2 separate regions of the Mus musculus genome follow, and region 1 is linked to region 2. The links are chromatin contacts, called in public promoter capture Hi-C maps. All regions are on one chromosome and are shown on one strand. The core of a region is the stretch at or near the end of the contact, and the rest is flanking DNA. Distances in the headings are between cores, read along the strand shown.

Region 1 (2,700 bases), core at 73-2,572, 470 kb after region 2:
ACACCAAGTCCATTACACTCCAACTTGACCCAACTGCAGAAAAACTAGGTAGCACTATACTGAACTGGCGCCTCTGCACACCAGGGAACAACATAAGCACAGTAAGGCTGGGGTTAGGGCTGGCAAACCAATGCACCCACCGGGTTCATTTCCAGAACCACAAAAAACCAAAAACAAAACAAAAACAACAACAAAAAACCTCTGTCAGATTACATGCTTCCCAGGGGTGGAGCCAAGTCCTTCCTTCCAACACAGCCTGTGACACTCCAAGGTGTGTAAACAGAATCCAAGTTCACTATGCAGCCTTTCTTACATTTTGAGACAGAACACTCAGGTCCGTAAGACCTCTCCGCTAGAAAAAAAAGCATTTTGTAAATTCAAGATAGAGAAATGTCAGTCATTTTCAGCAAATGAGGCCTCCAGAATGCTGATGCAGGCATGCTGTTAGTCCACGTCTAAACTGTTGCAGGCCTCTAAATCTGTTTTCCCTCTTTCTCTCTCATCTTCATCCCTATCGCCATTTCTAATCCCTGGTCAGAAGATACCGAAAACATTGGTCAAGACACCATTAACTTTCAACCTACAGTACAAGGATAATATAATATACCGTCACAAAGTTTGGGGAACCAGAATTCACAAAGGAACTCGCAGCTACAGGATCGCCAACAATTTGTCATTTTTGAGGACAAAGCGTCCTAAGGGACCTTCCTGTCATCTTTCCTTGGACCCCACCCCCAGATGTGGGAACCTACCTTCTGAAGCATCCTCTATGCAGAGTAGGGTAACGGGGGTGGGAGGGACGCGGTGTTTGGTTCACACTCAGCCTCAGGCTGATAGCATGAGCCCCTTAGCACCTGCATCCCGCCGAGCCAGGTGGGCAGGGATGCGGAGGGCGCGGCTCACCTACCTGCAGGCGCACGTTGAGCATCATGGAAGCCACGATGTAGAGGTAAGGAAAGTTGATGCGCAGCCGCCAAGCCAAGTCAAAGAAGATGAGCAGCGTGCGGGTCAGCCCCTTGCAGAAGACCCCATAGGAGCGGGCGGCGGCCGAGCGCGACAGCCGGACAGCCAGACCCGACAGAGCCGTCGCCATATAGAGATCCGCGGCGCCCCCACTGCCCGCCCGCCCTCCCTCTCCGCGCCCCGTCGCCCAAGGCCTCCTCTCCCGGGCCGCTGCTCAGCGCTCAGCGATCTCAGGGAGCAAGGGAGACCGCGGCGAGGCCGGCAGGAGGGCGGGCCGCGGGGGAGCCGAGTCTGCGCGTCACTCTCCGGAGGCGACTCCACCAGCTACCACCTGGATTCCCGGCCGGGCCGCGCGGCCTGACGTCACAAAGCCGGCCCGCGCCTGCGCAGGCAGCAGACTCCGCCTCCCGCCCCGCCCCGGGCCGCCCCGCCCCTCGGGCGGCTTTCCTGCAAGTGAAGTGCGCATGAGTTGGAGACTAGGGTTGGCTGCGTTGCATCTGGCGTCCTCTAATGGTGAAGAGTTGAGAATAACGACACAGGGAAAGTGGCGTGGTGGCGCTAGCCTGTTAATATTCCAGCACTCAAGAGACTGAAGCAGGAAAAACATGAACTCAAGGCTGGCTGCTCCTCCAGAGGACCCTCAGTTCAGTTTCCCGTACCCACACTAGGTGGCTCAAAATCCACCTGTAGCTGGCTCCAGGAGAGCCAATATCTGACCTTCCTGGGCATCTGCACTCATTCGCACACACACCACATCCAAATAAAAATCAATCTTTAAAATATAACAGAAAAGAGATGATGCCTGGGTATGGCCACAGGTACTTTATAACACACATATTCCTAAAAATGGTTACAGTGAGACCAGCAAAATGGTGAAGTAGGTAAAATGCACTTCCCATTGCTCCAGAGGATCTGAGTTCAATTCCTGAGACCCTCATGGTGGAAGAACACAAGTGACTCTAGGGTGTTGCCTTCTATGCTGCTCATTTATTTTTGTTAACGTGACACAAGATAGACCAGCAGTTCTCAACCAGTGGGTCGCGACCTCTCTGGAGACCGAACGATCCTTTCACAGTGGTTAGCCTAAGACCACCTGTATATCAGATATTTACATTACGATTCGTAAAATTAGCAAAACTAAAGTTATAAAGTCGTTGTGAAATAATTTTATGGTTGGTGGTCACCACACGAAGAACTGTATTAAGGGGGTCGCGCATTGGAAGGCTGAGAACCTCGTCTAGAGTTATCTAATTCCTAGAGTTATGCTGGAAAAAGGAACCTCAATTGAAAAACTGCCTCCATCAGGTTGACCTGTAAGCGATTCTGTACGGCATCTTCTTGTTTGGTGATGGGTGTGAGAGGGTCCAGGCCATAAAGGGTGATATCAACTCAGCAGCAGCCTCCTGAAACTGGAATAGCAACAGGTTAGCGCTGCCACGCCACGTTCCCTGTTATCCTCAGCTTCACCATTAGAGGGCGCCAGGACGCAACGCAGCAACCCCACTCTACGACTCACACATGTAAGAAAACAAGGTAAACCTGGTGGTCCGTGGTGGTGATGGTGCATGCTTTTAACCCCAGTACTCAGTAGACAGAGGCAGGCAGATCTCTGTGAGTTCGAGGTCAGTCCAGTTTTTAGACTGAGATCCAGAACAGCCAAAGCTACACAGAGAAACCCTGTTAAGAAAAGAAAAGAAATATAAGGCAAAGGCAAATAAATTCTTTTCTCCCCACCTT
Region 2 (2,700 bases), core at 31-2,530:
ATGAAGCACGTATGGGAAACACTTGTCGATTTGCATGCTTACATAGTTCTGTGTAGCAACTACAGTTTAGTGTTGCGTAAACGACTGCTCACGAATCCAATTTCAAGCAAAAACCTACCCCGTATCTCTTCTGTAACGGCTAGGGTATAGGATTACCTCACAAACACTTTAGAAGACAGATGAAATCTGAATCGACAGGATATTTTCCACTAGGCCTGTTGATTTATTCACTGAGAAGACTATAGATTTACAGGTTTTCACTTGTTCCAAGAAAATCAGCTTTGTTGGTGATAGGGTAGATTAAAAAAAAAAGGATTGATTTATTTTATACGTATATGTGTGCTTGCATGAATTTATGTGTGCCACATTTGAGCAAGTGCCCACAGAGGCCAAAAGAGGCATCAGATGCCCTGCAGCTGGAGTTATTGGCCATTATGAGCTGGAACTAAATCCAGGTCCTTAGTGAAAGCAGCCAGTGCTCTTAATTGTAGAACCATCTCTCCAGTTCTGTGGCAAGGTAAATTTGGACATTTTTGCTTTTGCTTATAGTCCATTGCTTATAATTGATGTAAGTAAAAGTGCTATATATTCGAGGTTGACCTTGACTTATGATCCTCCTGCCTCCACCACACCAGGGCGTGCCAGCCACACCCAGTTTATGTGGTGCTGAAGGGGAGAAGCAATTTCAACAAGTTGTCCTCTGACCTTCATACACGTGCCAGGACATCCCCCTCCCTGGAGGACAAATAAATAAATGTAAAACAACAACAACAACAACAACAACAACAACAACAACAAAACCAAAAACCAACCAACAACAGATGTAAACTGGCTACCTTCAAGAAAAATGTGTTCCCCTAAACGTTTTTTCACACTTAAAAAATACCGTATCCATGACGCCTTTAATGCCAGCACCCAGGAGGCTGAGGCATGAGGATCTCTGTGAGTTAGAGGCCAACCTGGTGTACATAGTGAACCCCTATCCAAACAAACAAACAAACAAACAAACAAAAGAAAAGAAACAACACCCCCCCCACCCCAATCCATTGTTACATTTCTCTTGAAATTCGTGGTCTTCGCCTTTAGCCATGACAGCCAGCTGAGAGCTGATATAATTGAAAACACTCCAGCCCAATAAACACGAGGGAACTGGTTCCACACGGACCTATCAGAGAGGGACTGGGCACTGCAGGTTTTTCTTCTGGGTCAGTTTCGAGCTCTTCCGGGCCGCCGGCTAGCGAGGCGGAAGTGCGGTGTTCCCTAAGGCTGCTGCCTCGGAGCGGGCGGAGGGGAGCCTCCCGAAACGGGGGCCGGGCCGGGATGGCGGCAGCCGCGGCCGGGCCGGGTGCTTGGGCGGCCCAGGAGAAGCAGTTCCCGCCAGCGCTGCTGAGCTTCTTCATCTACAACCCCCGTTTCGGGCCGCGCGAGGGAGAGGTAAGCCGAAGGGGCCGCGAGCCTGCTCCGTGCCCGGCCCCTGATGCCGCAGCCCGTCCTGGCAACGGAGGTCCCAGGTTAATCCCTCCGCCCGGCTTGAAAGTCTTTCCCATCGCGTCAGGTCTGGGCAATTAAGATCGAACTTGACTCCTCTCTTGGAATCTTCGATTGCAAAGGTGGAGCCAGATTGGTAGGACAGAGCTCCCAAAAGAGGGAAAATGAAACAAAACTAAAAACTTGGAGGCGCTTCACAAAGTTAATTTTTTCTTTTTTCTTGTTTTCCCCAAAATTGATGTTTTGTTTTCTGGAAATGTTACTGTTACTTTATTTTTCCTTCCGGCTAACTAAAATCTCATTGTGTTTTAACACATTTCTATCCACTAAACTGTTTGGTTGATATCTATGCTGGTTCCAGCTTGTGGCTAATGTCATTAATGTAGCAATAAAGATTTATGTGCAAGCATTTCTGTGATGGTAGGAGTTAAGAGTGCTTTAGGTGTATATTCAGGTATCATAGTCGAACTCTAGTAGAATCATTCTATCTAGGGTAAACATTAGAATGAAATAGTTTTTCACTGTGTCTAGGATAAACGTTGGAAAAAAATGGAACGCTTCACGAATTTGAGTGTCATCCTTGCACAGGGGCCATGCTAATCTCTGTATCATTCCAATTTTAGTATATGTGCTGCCGAAGGGAGCACCCAAAATCGAAGTTATAAGCGTTTTTTTTTACTCCGAGTTGACAGTGGCAACTTCCTCAAAACATGCCTAGAACTGTGTTTTGTTGCAAGCAGATCAAAGCCCTATTTAGGGGCTGGTGAGATGGCTCAGTGGGTAAGAGCACCCGACTGCTCTTCTGAAGGTCCGAAGTTCAAATCCCAGCAACCACATGGTGGCTCACAACCACCCGTAATGAGATCTGATGCCCTCTTCTGGTGTGTCTGAAGACAGCTACAGTGTACTTACATATAATAAATAAATAAATAAATAAATAAATAAATAAGTACTTACATATAATAAATAAATAAATAAATAAATAAATAAATCTTAAAAAAAAAAAGCCCTATTTAGAGGCTGTCAGCCCAAGTGCTCCCGAACCAACTTGGTGCAATTGTGGATCCTGTATTCTTGTACACGCGCACACCTGCATCTTCCTTGTGAGGGTTTCTGACACATGGGAAGAAATCTGAGACTTTCATCTTGTCCTACTGATGAGATGTGATTTGGTGAATATCACAATTACCTCTTACACTGATGGCTTGCAGT

The links. Capture Hi-C pulls out chosen DNA fragments and counts their contacts.
Region 1: a promoter capture Hi-C map of adipose tissue shows a contact between it and region 2. The contact joins the promoter of Fam220a here to the promoter of Ccz1 in region 2. A contact is called at or near these places in 2 of 39 promoter capture datasets (the 3T3-L1 cell line and hippocampal neurons), 3 of 115 datasets of contacts at active chromatin or transcription factors (embryonic stem cells, large pre-B cells and memory CD8 T cells) and 2 of 9 other capture datasets (adipose tissue and liver).

The regions. Positions count from the first base shown.
Region 1 is chr5:143,547,342-143,550,041 of GRCm38.p6, reverse strand. It overlaps Fam220a (family with sequence similarity 220, member A), which reads right to left and starts at 1,322. Exons shown (of 2, transcript NM_133703.5): 1 at 908-1,322.
Region 2 is chr5:144,013,433-144,016,132 of GRCm38.p6, reverse strand. Ccz1 (CCZ1 vacuolar protein trafficking and biogenesis associated) reads left to right here and starts at 1,280. Exons shown (of 15, transcript NM_177682.3): 1 at 1,280-1,434. The coding sequence starts at 1,321. It overlaps Gm24311 (a small nuclear RNA gene), which reads right to left and starts at 2,135; the gene lies at 2,032-2,135. It overlaps Gm33427 (a long non-coding RNA gene), which reads right to left and starts at 974. Exons shown (of 2, transcript XR_377194.2): 1 at 157-974.